Regions from separate parts of the Cyprinus carpio genome. Here region 2 is linked to region 1. Evidence: chromatin contacts called from public Hi-C data. All regions are on one chromosome and are shown on one strand. The core of a region is the stretch at or near the end of the contact, and the rest is flanking DNA. Distances in the headings are between cores, read along the strand shown.

Region 1 (7,262 bases), core at 395-2,894:
GTGTGTGTGTGTGTGTGTGTGTGTGTGTGTGTGTGTGTGTGTGTGTGTGTGTGCATTGCATAAAAGCATGTAAAATGCATATGAAGTCATTAGGGTCGAATCTTACCTGTTGAACTCATAAATGTGTTCAATATTCCCAAAAAGTGAGCACACTTGTTCTGGTTTGATGGGAAGGTCCCTGGTGTCAATAATGTGCACAAGATAATCCTGAAAATTGGAAAAAGGGAAATAAGTATCATTTCAAACTCAACCAATGATAAACTATTACCCATCTTGTTTGTACTGTAATGCCTTCAACTGCTCAGCAGATGGCGCTAGAGAACTGAAGGAAAACTGCACACTCACTCTATTAATGCTTACAAAATACATTTGAAAACTGAAAAACATTGACTTGTAAATGAACTTGCCATTTCGTTATAAATAATTGTGAAATTTACTAGCTATTTCTGAGTAAACACCAATTTTTTCCCAGTGTATTATGTTTCTAATCTAATCGGTTTATCGCCTTTGCATTTACTACACTGACAAAAGCAAATATTTCATGGTAGTATGGTGGTATTATTTGCAAATATCATTGCATATCAATAGATTAATCATTCAGTACCATGGTATCTGATAGCATCACTGTACCATGGTAATACCACAGTACTTTGTCTAGACTAACCTCTAAATGAAACTGAGGAACTAAATTCAGCCGGACACTCAAAACAACAAACACTGACACACAATGCAATGCACTGATTTGTTTTATTAATTAAAGGCAGCATACTGTACATGCAGTACTAACAATGTATGAAATTCCACACTGAAATAATATATCAGAATTTTTTTTTTTTGCAGTATATTAACGAGAATGCCATGAAAATTGTCAATGCAAATGCAAAAAACTGTAGAGGCTTCATTTTCTTTAAATAAATGATTTCTAATTCTTGAAAGCTGTTTTTAAAACCACATGCATGTAAACTGGTATCTATCAAAGAAACCATCTGATAGCATCACTATACCGCGGTAATACCACAGTACTAAATTCTGCATGGCTATAAACACTGACACACAATAATTACAATGCATTGATTGATTTCATTAATTAAACTCGGTACTACTAACAATGTATGAAATTCCTCATTACAATAATGAAAATATATATTACTTTGCATTATAGTAATGAGAATGGCATGAAAACTGTCAATGCAAAAAACACCAAAACAAAACAAAAACCCACCAGGCTATATTTTCTGAAAGTTTAGTAAATTATTTCTAAACTGAACAAATTCTTGAAAGTATTATTCATGCATGTAAACCTCACATGCAATGCAATGCATTGATTTATTAAAGTCAGCATAAATGCAGTACTAACAAAGTATGATCTTTGTTATTGCAATAACAATCTTTTTTGTTTGCATTATACAGAGCATAAAAATTGCATGATACTGCAAAAAGAAAACACCCCAAAAGCTTTTCTTTAAGGAAATTATTTCTAATCTGAAAATGTTTTTGAATGTTTTTCGTAACGCTCTCACGCGGCATTTAAACCCTGTTCAGTGCTGCTCCAAACAGGCCAGATCAAGCTGGAGTTCAGCAGCCCACATCATAGAAAGCATGACACACACACACACACACCGCCCAATGCTCATATTAGGAAACGGTTTCACGGCCAAGTTTGGCTGTGATTCAGAGCGCCGCAGCTCAGGGAGGAGTTCAACATCCTTCACCCGAAGCGCAAACATAATGAGCAGATATTCTGCATGAGAGCCTTCATTATGCAACAGCATCACATGGACATTCAGCTCCAACATAAGACGTGCAGAACATGCACCTACGTAACAGAAACTACAGGGAATTTAGGAGACAATCAATGCAAAAGAAGTCGAGGCAGGGTGTGGACACTCTCTGTGAGAGTCTGAGTCCATTTGCAATGTTAAACGACCAACAAAACGTCCAGTTTCACCCAAACAGATGTCAGATCAGGCTGGTGTGAATCACCATATTTGGGCGTTTTCCTGTAGTTTACATTGACCAACGCCAAACTCACTCATTCGTCTTTTTTATTAAGCACTTTACAGGTACAAATGTAGTCCAAAGTCCTGAGCAATCCACATATAACACACATTAAATCTGAATAAAACCCAACAACAGGAACAGGTCGGAAAAGTCTCTAAAAACACAAACGAAGTTCTTCATTTCCAACAGGAAGTGCATTAGATTATTTAGGGAGCTAAACTAAGAGCTGCAACACGTTCAAGAACCTAAATGGACTCTGGTTTCAAATTCCCAGACGATCCTGGTAACATATGACATCAGTATCTGACTTGCTGTGAGAGACACACGGCTCACCAGAGCCCACTTATGAGCCATATTTAAGACCCTTCGAAATGCTACCTCAGACCTAATGCACCTCATATCAGAGCAAAAGGCACTTTCAAAACCTTTTAGGTAAAAAAAAACACACTTGTAAAGTCATATTTCATACTGTCATGTCTATAATGAGTTTGTGCTTTACATAGAGTGAGTTTTAGGGCTGGGCAATATGATGATACATAACGATGATGCAAGTGATCCTCTGGATTTAGATCTGATTATAGTGTATGTTTAGTGTTCTCTAGCACATATATCAGTGCTGCAGTGACTTGGGTGCATGTCTGAGCAATTAAAGACAATTAAGAGATTTAAATGTTGGTTGCTTTTGTTCATTTTAGAGGTTTAAATATTGGTTAATATTGTTCTATTAAGAGAATTAAATATGGGTTGGTTTTGGCCAGTTTAGAAACTTTAATTTTGGTTGCTTTTGTTCTAATTAGAGATTTAAATATCTGTAGTTTTTGTTCTATTAAGATATTCTAAATATTGGTCAGTTTTTTTTCTAATTAAAGATTTAAATATTGGTTGATTTAGTGTTAATTAGTGATTTAAATATGCATTGTTTTTTTTTTTTCAAAATATGGATTTAGATATTGGTTGTTTTTGTTCTAACTAGATATTTAAATATCTGTAGTTTTTGTTCTAATAAGATATTTAAATACTGGTCAGTTTAGTCTAATTAAAGATTTAAATATCGGTTGATTAAGTGTTAATTAGAGATTTAAATATGGGTTTGTTTTGTTCTAAATATGGATTTAAATCTTGGTTGTTTTTGTTCTGATTTGATATTTAAATATCTAGTTTTTGTTCTATTAAGATATTTAAATATTGGTCAGTTTGGTTCTAATTAAAGATTTAAATATCGGTTGATTTATTGTTAATTAGAGATTTAAATATGCATGTTTTGTTCTAAATATGGATTTAAATATTGGTTGTTTTTGTTCTAACTAGATATTTAAATATCTGTAGTTTTTGTTCTGTTAATATATTTAAATACTGGTCAGTTTAGTCTAATTAAAGATTTAAATATCGGTTGATTTAGTGTTAATTAGAGATTTAAATATGGGTTTGTTTTGTTCTAAATATGGATTTAAATCTTGGTTGTTTTTGTTCTGATTTGATATTTAAATATCTAGTTTTTGTTCTATTAAGATATTTAAATATCTAGTTTTTGTTCTATTAAGATATTTAAATACTGGTAAGTTTTGTTCTAATTAAAGATTTTAATATCGGTTGATTTAGTGTTAATTAGAGATTTAAATATCAGTTGTTTTTGCTCTAAATAGAGATTTAAATATTGTTTGAAAAGACTGTCAAAAGTCTGGCACACGACTGAGCTTTGTAAATTAAGTGAGTTAGATAGGGCTGCAACAAACAATTATTTTTATAATCGATTAACTAACTATTATTACAACCATTAATTGACTAATCATTGATTATTAAACTGATTAATCAGTAGGCTCTGTTCTATCATTCAGCTTTTACAATTAGTTAAAATATTAAGTTACACATTTTCTAATCAATAAATAAATCTATTCACCTAAGCTTTTTAGAAAAAGTCAAACAATGTTATTACTATTGTAAAATTACAAGTATTATACAATAATTTTTTTACAGTACAAACACACATCTGGCACACAAGAATGAGATGACAGACATGCATGCACTAATAAAAAAATTTGGACAGCTGCTTTATAACAGAAAATCAAGCTGTAATTCTAAATGAAAGTGACACTGAACCTTTTTTTTCAAGTTTAATACTGTAAAGTTGCGTGCTTTAAATCAGTTTATTTTATAAAGCACTATATAAATAAACTTGATGCTATGATCAGATGCTTTCTTAACGGCTGTTTTCTCACCTCTGGCATTTTTGTTGTGTGTTTATTTCATTAGAGAGGAAAGCGCGCAGCACATATTTACACATTCATCTAAATGCTCTAGAGCTCTGGATTTAGATAATAGTTAGTTTTGTTCTAAGCAAGATTAAAGAATTCTCAAAAAGCATCAATGAAGATACGATCACTTGTCAGACAGTTGTCAAAGGAATACATACTTTTTCAGTCGTAAAATAGCACAGCTGATTTCCGATTTAAAATTTGAGGACCAAAAATAATATTATGTCGCCATCTTTTCCGTGCACTGCACATTTTCCGCTGAGATGGCAATGCATTATGGGATTTCCCAAAAGATGCATGCTATGCTGCCTTAGAAGAAAGTATTTAATAAGGTCTAACATTAGGAACACGAGTACGATCCCTTAAAGTGCAGCTCACTGTTTATGTTCATCAAGACTGCATTATATGTGTTGCAGACGGTCAGCAATGCAATACTGGTGGACGGAAAGTCGTGCATAAGGAATATGAAAGTGCAAACACATTTCCGCATGAGGAGTGACACCTGTGAAAACCTACGAACCCCAGGAATCCCCGTGTTCAGCAGCGAGACATCCTGCTGACGCAGCACTCCACCCTGAGTGGGAAACGATGGCCGTGATCCAACGACAAAAAACAGCAGTAGTGCAATGAGGTTCAAAACCTCAGCATCTCTAATTAGTTGTTGGTTTGTAGTAGTGGCTTTATAGCACGGCATTCTGGGTGTTCTGCAAAAGGGTGAGGAACCATCTGTTTGTCTGAGGCTGGTAAGGTTACAGGAAGTGGCCGTTAGAGATGATAGAGCTGTCAGCGGCTTTGTGGAGGGCTTATGGGACATGTAGAGGAACACTTTCTCTTTAAAGCCTAGTGAGAATCCTACATTAACAGCACTTTTAGGCATCAAAGTTACGCTCACAAAAAGCATCACATGTATCCTTTATGCACTGTAACAAGCTCAATGACTTTTAAAAATTTTTTAAATATAAAATATACTAATTAACATTTTATATACATACACACGTGTGTATATACGGTATATATATATATTTTAATACTTAAAATTTAAAGTAATGTTTTCCTTTTTGTAATAGAATTTAAACTGTAATTTATTTCTGTGATGTGCAGCTGTAACAGTTGTGCTGCACAATATTTTTGTGGAAACTGTGATACATTTTATTTTTCAGGATTCTCAGATGAATAGAAAGTTCAAAAGAGCAGCATTTATTCAAAATAGAAATCTGTTCTAACAATACGAGTCTGTACTATCACTTTTTATTCATTTAAAACATCCTTGCTGAATGAAAAATACTAATTTCTTTAAAAAATAAAAATAAAATGTATATATAAGTTTTTGCCCATTCCTTTTTTTTTTTTTTTTTTGCATACTTGTCACACTTGAATGATTCAGATCATCAAACTAATTTTAATATTACACAAAGATAACCCGAGTAAATACAAAATGCAGTTTTGAAATAATTAATTCATTAAGGGAAAAAAGCTGTCCAAACCTGCCTGGCACTACATGAAAAAGTATTTGCCCCCTAATTCTAATAACTGGTTGTGCCACCCTATGCAGCAACAACTGCAATTAAGTGTTTGCAATAACTGGCAATAAGTCTTTTACATCGCTGTGGAGGAATTTTGGCCCACTCTTCTTTGTAGAATTGTTTAAATTCAGCCACATTGGAGCATGAATGGAGCGTTTAAGGTCATGCCACAGCATCTCAATCGGATTTAAATCCGGACTTTGACTTGGCCACTCCAAAACCTTAATTTTGTTTTTCTTGAGCCATTCGGAGGTGGGATTGCTGCTGTGTTTGGGATCATTGTCCTGCTGCAGAACCCAAGTGCGCTTGAGCTTGAGGTCACAAACTGATGGCTGAACATTCTCCTTCAAGATTTTCTGATGGAGCGCAGAATTCATGCTTCTGTCAATTATGGCGAGTCGTCCAGGTCCTGAAGGTCCAAAGCAGCCCCAGACCATCACTACCTCCACCATGTTTGACTGTTGCTAAGATGTTCTGTTTATGAAATGCGGTGTTGCTTTCACGCCAGATGTAACGGGACACACCTTCCAAAAAGTTCAACTTTTGTCGCATCAGTCCACAGAATATTCGCCCAAAAGTCTTGTGGATAATCAAAATATTTTTTGGCAAATGTGAGATGAGTCTTTGTGTTCTTTTTGGTCAGCAATGGCTTTTGCCTTGGAACTCTCCCATGGATGCAGTTTCTGCCCAGTCTCTTTCTTGTTGAATCATGAACACTGAGCTTTATTGAGGCGAGTGAGGCTGCAGTTCTTTAGATGTTGTTCTGGGTTCGTCGTTGTGCTCTTAAAGTAATTCTGTTAGGCTGCCCACTCCTGGGAAGGTTCACCACTGTTCCAAGTTCTCTCTATTTGTGTATAATGGCTCTCTGACCGTGGTTCGCTGGAGTCCCAAAGCCTTAGAAATGGTTTTATAACCCTTTCCAGACTGATACGTCAACTATTTTGTTTCTCATCTGTTCTTGAATTTCTTTAGATCGCGGCATGATGTTTTGCTCTTTAAGCATGCTTCACGTTGTCAGACAGCTTCTATTTAAGTGATTTCTTGATTCAACAGGTCTGGCAGTAATCAGGCCTTGATGTGGCTAGTAAAATTGAACTCCGCTTTCTAAAATAATGTGCTTAATCACAGTTCTTTCATGATTTAACAGAAGGGGGCATTTAATTTTTCACGCAGGCCCAGGTAGGATTGGACAGCTTTTTTCCCTTAATAAATGAAATCATCATTTAAAAACTGCATTGTGTATTTACTTGCATTATCTTCGTGTAATATTACAATTTGTTTGATGATCTGAAATTTTTTTAAACAAAAAAAAAAAAAAAAAAAAAAAAAAAAAAGGAACAAAAAAAAAATCAAATCACTGTATACACACACACACACACACACACACACACACTGACCTAAACTTTTTAACAGCAGTGTATCAGCATATTATTATGATTTCTGAAGATCATGTGACACTGAAGACTGGAGTAATGATGCTGAAAAT
Region 2 (6,777 bases), core at 4,218-6,717, 38 kb after region 1:
ACTACTGTCTGAAACTCTTACTGCATCATATTTCACATGATATTTCTAAAACATATCATGCAACACCAACATCTCCATCTCAGCATGCATCATCTGACTCTCAGCATGCACCAATCACACTCATCGTCTGCAGAATCCTGTAAAATTCCTATTCTTCATTAGCTGTTTAGAGATGGTCAGATAAGACATCTTCCCATCTGAACACCCAGCGAGCTCTATAAATAAACCCTACACACACACACACACACACACACGGTGCACGTGGACCCGCGCCAGCTGCCTAATCGGTCAACGATTGTTTCCTGAAGAAAAGCAGAAACACATTTCATGCAGCTTCTCTCTTCGAATGCACCTCAAACAAACACGATACGCTTGTAACATAACATAAAACTAGCTCTGGACTCCTGAAACTGACCCATTATTTTGCTTATTTATCTTGGGGACACTCCACATTCATAAACGTCTATTCCACTTTTTGAGAAATTCCCAACTAGTACAGAATGTGAAGAGTTTAAAAATAAAGTAATTTTCCACTGACTTTATAAACTTAAGTCTATTTGAAGCAAAGAACATAATTGAAACCCAAAACACTAACATAAAACGTGCCAAAAGACACCATGATTGCACTATTTTCTCAGACATGGTACAATGGTATAGTATACTATTCCATATTGTTGTTGTTGTTGTTTTTATTTTAACCAACCAAGAAACAAACCAACTACCAATACAATAAAAATAAAAAAAAAATAAAAACAAATAAACAAACAATTCAAATTGAAATGTTATCAAAGTATGCGTGATCACCTGATAAGAGTTTTCTGAGGCTGATGCTGATATCTTGGAGAAAAAGGTGCCCGATATATATTATTTCACACTCTTTTATTTAAAGATAGTAAATAATACATCCTGCAAAAACAACTACTAAATTAAAAATTATTTAAAAATTATTTAAAAATTATTTAAAAATTATTTAAAAAATAAAAAAATAAAAAAAAAAAAAGCTAATGGATATATATATATATATATGATATATATATATATATATATACCCATACAGTTACAGGTCAAAAGTTTGGAAACATTACTATTTTTAATGTTTTTGAAAGAAGTTTCTTCTGCTCATCAAAGCCTGCATTTATTTGATCAAAAAATACAGAAAAAAACACAAACAGTAACATTGTGAAATATTATTACAATTTAAAAATAATTGTTTTTTTAAATTTATTATACTTTAAATTGTCATTTATTTCTGTGATGCAAAGCTGAATTTTTAGGATCATTATCACATGATCCTTTAGAAATCATTCTAATATGATGATTCATTATCAAAGTTGGAAACAGTTCTGCTGCTTAATATTTTTTCAGAATCATGTGATACTTTTTTAGGATACTTTGATGAATAAAAAGTAAAAAAAAAAAAAAAAAAAAAAAAAAAAAAAAAAAAGCTATGTTTTTAAAATATAAATATTTTGTAATAACAATATACATACTGGTCAGTAATTTGGGGTCAGTAATTTTTTTTTTCTTTCTTTTTTTTTTTCACTTAATCAATACTTTTATTCAGCAAGGATGTGTTAAGTTGATAAAAAGTGATAGTAAAGAAAATATATTATTAGAAATATATATATTAGAATTTTATTTTTTATTTTGAATAAATGCAGTTCTTTTAACCTTTTATTCATCAAATATATTAGACAGCAGAACTGTTTCCAACACTCATAATAAATCAGAATATTAGAATGATTTTCTAAATGATCATGTGATAGAACTGGATGTTACATGTGACACTGAAGGCTGGAGTAATGATGCTGAAAATTCAGCTTTGCATCACAGGAATAAATTATTTTTTTTTAAGTATATTCAAATAGAAAAACTATTATTTTAAGTTGTAATAATATTTCACAATATTAGTGTTTTTTCTGTATTTTTGATCAAATAAATGCAGGCTTGATGAGCAGAAGAAACTTCTTTCAAAAACATTAAAAATAGTAATACTAAAAAAATAGTAAAAAGCAAAATGTCTGCCGATATATTCACCTAGGCAATTTTTTTAGTCACTTATATTTATTTTATATAAAATATACTAAATTAGAATTATATTAATTTGAAAAATAAATCAATATTTTTTTAACAATCAGCAAAACAGAAAAATGTGGTAGCTATTGCAATAATTTTTAAAATGCCAAATATCGACTGTTATATTGGCGTTCACAATATATCATTCAACCTTTACAAATTACCATGATATTAACATCTGATACCATTTCACTGGCGCAGAACTTCTCTAAAAGCATATACAGTACATTAAAACTAATTTTCCGAGAAGGTCTTAAACTTGAACCCTTTGAAACCCCTCTGATTCAGGCCTGGGCTCCGTCACAATGAAGAGACAAAGAGCTTCTTCTTGGAGATCCATAAACTTCTCCTCTCAGGATTCAGCTGTTAAACCTCTACTTGGACAAATAACCCCAGAAACGCTGTTCCTTTGGGGACTTTTAACCCTGAAAGGTCAAAGTAAAACACTGACCCCATCTAAAAACATCTAGTGTGTCTGATTACACCCGTGAAGACCAGAGCGTGAACCGTGAGAGGTCTGCTGTGCTGGGAAGCTGAACGAATGGAGAATGAGAGTAAACGCTTGTGACAGCTCGGTAACTAATAATCTCTCACGCCAGTAAATAATTAGTGGCTGACTGTGTTTTTAATGATCAGTGACGAAAACAGTTTGATTCACTAACAAACCAGACATTACTAACATCTAGGGCAGCGCGATTATGTTGAAAACATAATTGTTGATTATTCCCTTGAAATTGTAATTGCGATTATTAATTACGATTATCACAATTTACATTGAATGATGTTTATACCATTGTTTGATGCAACTGCATGCCATATTTTTATATGAATATAAGCAAGCTAAAAAAACTTTTAGCACTTTTCTACAGTATTAAGCTTTAAATGTCAACTATACATTGGATTGGTTTAAATTATGAAAAAAAGACAAATATGAATGTGTTATAATATTATACTAAAACAATGGAAAAACCCTTAAGATAACATGTAGAAAGAAAAAATATATATCTTAAGCGTGCAGAATAACATAAGTGGACTGCTTTGAACGATTACATAATAGTGGCATCCGTAATTGTAATCGCAATTAGAAATTTGATTAATTGTGCAGCACTACTACCGTCTGAACAAAAGTGTTACTCAACATCTAGCCCATAAGTATGGAAGCATGTTTCTGCCACGGAATAAAAAACAAGGTTATACAATAAAACTTTTTTCCCTCACAATTGCAAGTTTACAGTACGTCTCTGAATTCTGAGTTTACATCTCACAATTCTGACATTTTTTCTCAGAATTCTGCATTTCCAAATTATAAATTTGCAATTGTGAGTGAATTAATGTCTCGTGATACTGTCATTTTTCTCAGAATTCTGAGGCTACGTTTACACAGCGTTTCATAAACGATCTCCATCCACACTACACAACTGAAAACGCTTGTCACATGACCATTCATACATACAAAAAAATGCACAATATTATATTTTACACGCTCTCCAAAAACACACAAAAAAAAAATGTGCACAGTCGCCACCACCTTCAAAAAAATCATCATTTTTGCGAATTAAAACCCCGGAGTTTCAACCTAAACTGGGATCTGCAGCGTTTTCAAAATGCTGTGGTAGTGTAAACGACAGGCCTAACTGTAGCAAAAGTTACACGTTTTAAAATAAAAACAAACTAGTATAAACGTGGCATGAGTTTACGATCTCACGATAGTGAATTTTTTTTCGGAATTCTGAGTTTACATCTCCTGATCCTGACATTGTTTCTCGGAATTCTGAGTTTATATCATGTGATTCTGACAATTTTTTTCTCTGAATTCTGAGTTTACATCTTGCGATTACTGAATTTTTTATAAATATAAATTATAATAAATTACAGTGTAACATTATTATAATATAAATTTGCAGCAGTGAGTCAGTTAATGTCTTGAATCATTTTTCCTCGCATTTCAGACTTTTCTTCCTTTGAATTCTGCGTTTAAATTTTACAATTCAGACATTTTTCTTGGAATTCTGATTTTACATCTCGTGATTCCAAGTTATAAATTTGCACTTATGCGTTAATGTCTTGCATCTTTTTCTCACAATTCAGGCTTTTTTCTCTGAATTTTGAGTGTCAGGATGCTGACATTTTTACTCTTAATTCTGAGTTAACATCTCACGATTCTAACTTTTTTTTTTTTTTTTTTTTTTTGGGAATTCAGATTTTACATCTTGCAATTGTAAGTTATAAATCTGCAATTGAGAGTGAGTTAACTTTTTCTTACATTTTTCCCCAGAATTGCAAGAAAACAAATGTCCTAACTCTAAGATTAAAAAGTTGCAGTTACCTTTTTCATTTTTTTATCCCGTCTCCGAAACAAGCTTCAGTACATAAGAGATTTAACAGCAGAGCACAACTACAAAACATGCATTCACTCTAGACTTTCCATGACTTTTATGATTTCATTTGTTTCCATGGCTTTATCCGTATATGTCCAAGTTTTCCACAATTGTAGGAAATGCTGCAAAGAGTTACAACATCCATAACCACAAATACCCAAATGAAATGTCTTCACAGGACCAACACAAGCATCCTTTAGGGGTCATATAAAACAGATAAGATGCACAAATGTTTCACTAAATCAACACCTCATCGTTTGTTAATCAAAGTCACTCCCTTCAGAGTACACACACTTCATCAGAGACACTTCAGCATGACAGTATCATGCAATGAGATGAATGAAACTGATGGAAAGAAACCACTGACAAATGCAGAACATCCACATTCCACAGAACAAAAAATAAACAACAAAAAAATTAATTGCAGTTTAAATCTGCATGCATGTGGTTTAAAGGTCTTTAGTAAACTGTTATAATGTACTTAAGTGCACAGAAAGCATCAAGAACTCTGAATAAAGAACTTTTTACGCAATCTCTCGACGTTTCAAATAAGCTCTACACAAAATGATTTGATCTGTATCTTGATCTCAATCACCAAATATCATTGCATACGTGCATCTGAAACATTTTAACCAGTAAAACCGCGAATGTGATTAATAACAGCACGCGCCTACAAACTTTCAGCAAGTTGTTTTCTCCAAAAACAAGACAGGAGGACAGCAAAAACACACGCGAAGTTCATTAACTGCACTTTTACTGTCTTTAAAAATTAAGGAAAATCTCTAACAGCTGGAACTGTTTCATTTTGATGTAGTTTTAGCATCACAAACCATAGTTCCGAGTCTTTAAATGAAGACAAGAACCCTTACCGACTGAGTTCCTCGTTATTTGAGGAGGTTGCAGTTCATTCGCACCTCGCAGACATTTATGCGTGTATTATTTTCCTCGGAGAGCTCGGTATGATCAGGTCATATGCAGCAGCGCTGACTGACCGACTTCAGTCTCAACTCCTAAACCACAGAAACAGATGGGCGGGGCTTAGCGACACAAACTTGTTGCAAATGTCTAAATAAAAATGTTGCAATTTTGTAATGTTCACCTCGCGGTTTAAATCAATATATATACGCAATTACAGTTTTTTTTTGCTTAGCTGCAATTATTATTTTCTGATGAAGCAAGAGCGCTAAGCGCCGTGCGTGGCGTACTACGTGTTACTTTTCTCAGCGCTGATTAGAATGGACCAATCACAGCCGGTGATGACTGCTGAATTAATCATTTTTTAATATTTGAATTTTTGGAAATTTATTTGCGTATTTCTTAAATGTATTAAATTAAAAATATATATTTTATAAGCGTATAAAGACAGAAAAATTTAACTATTTTGTCATTAATGGCATAGTGTTTTTATTCAGTTGCAAATTCACTCCTGATTAACCAAAAGCGCCAGAGTGCCATGTTACTTTTCTCAGCGCTGATAAGGATGGACCAATCACAGCCGGCCTTGATTACTAAACATGGAATGGGGTTAAAATCGGTTTAAAATCGGTATATATATATATTATATATATTATATATATATATATATATATATATATATATATATATAATGTTGTCGTCTTCTCACTAAGGCCCAAAAAAACATTTGTTTTTTGAACCCAAACTTTTAACTATTAACACTAGGCTTCTCACTAAGGCTTTGTAGATTTTCATTTTGAGTCAATAGCGCCCTCTGCAGATCATAGAATAGCACGACCTCCTTTCTATATATATATATACACACACACACACACACACACACACACACACACACACACACACACACACACACACACACACACACACACACACACACACTACCGTTCGAAAGTTTGGGATCAGTCAGACTTGTAATGTTTTTTAAAAAAGCCTCTTCTGCTCATCAAGGCTACATTTATTTGATCAAAAATACAGAAAAAAAAACTGTAATCTTGCAAAATGTTATTAGAATATAAAATAATGGTTTCTATTTAAATATCCTTTAAAATATAAACTACATCTGTGATGCAAAGCTGAATTTCCAGCATCATGACTCCAGTATAAAGTGTCACATGATCCTTCAGAAATCATTCTAATATGCTGATTTATTATTAGAATTATCAATGTTGGCAACATTTGTACAGCCAAATATTTTTTGAAAGCTGTGATACTTTTTTTCAGGATTCTTTGATGAATAAAAAGTTAAAAAGAACTGCATTTATTTAAAATAGAAATCTATATGTATATATATATATGTATATATATATATATATATATATATATATATATATGTATATATATATATATA

The links. Hi-C and Micro-C count contacts between places; a contact is called where the count stands out from the background.
Region 2: a Hi-C map of liver shows a contact between it and region 1, with 7 times the contacts expected there. The contact joins the promoter of LOC109092184 here to the enhancer-like site in region 1. A contact is called at or near these places in 6 of 8 Hi-C or Micro-C datasets (liver, red blood cells and skeletal muscle).

What each region holds. Positions count from the first base shown.
Region 1 is chrA17:1,112,252-1,119,513 of ASM1834038v1, forward strand. LOC109092184 (pleckstrin homology domain-containing family G member 3) reads right to left here. Exons shown (of 18, transcript XM_042773366.1): 3 at 107-207. Among protein-coding and RNA genes, the nearest start is that of xgb, 25 kb to the left of the region's middle. Within about 2 kb of position 1,645, at least 1 of the 8 cell types and tissues checked has an H3K27ac peak or open chromatin away from gene starts, as enhancers often do.
Region 2 is chrA17:1,146,549-1,153,325 of ASM1834038v1, forward strand. It overlaps LOC109092184 (pleckstrin homology domain-containing family G member 3), which reads right to left and starts at 5,468. Exons shown (of 18, transcript XM_042773366.1): 1 at 5,324-5,468.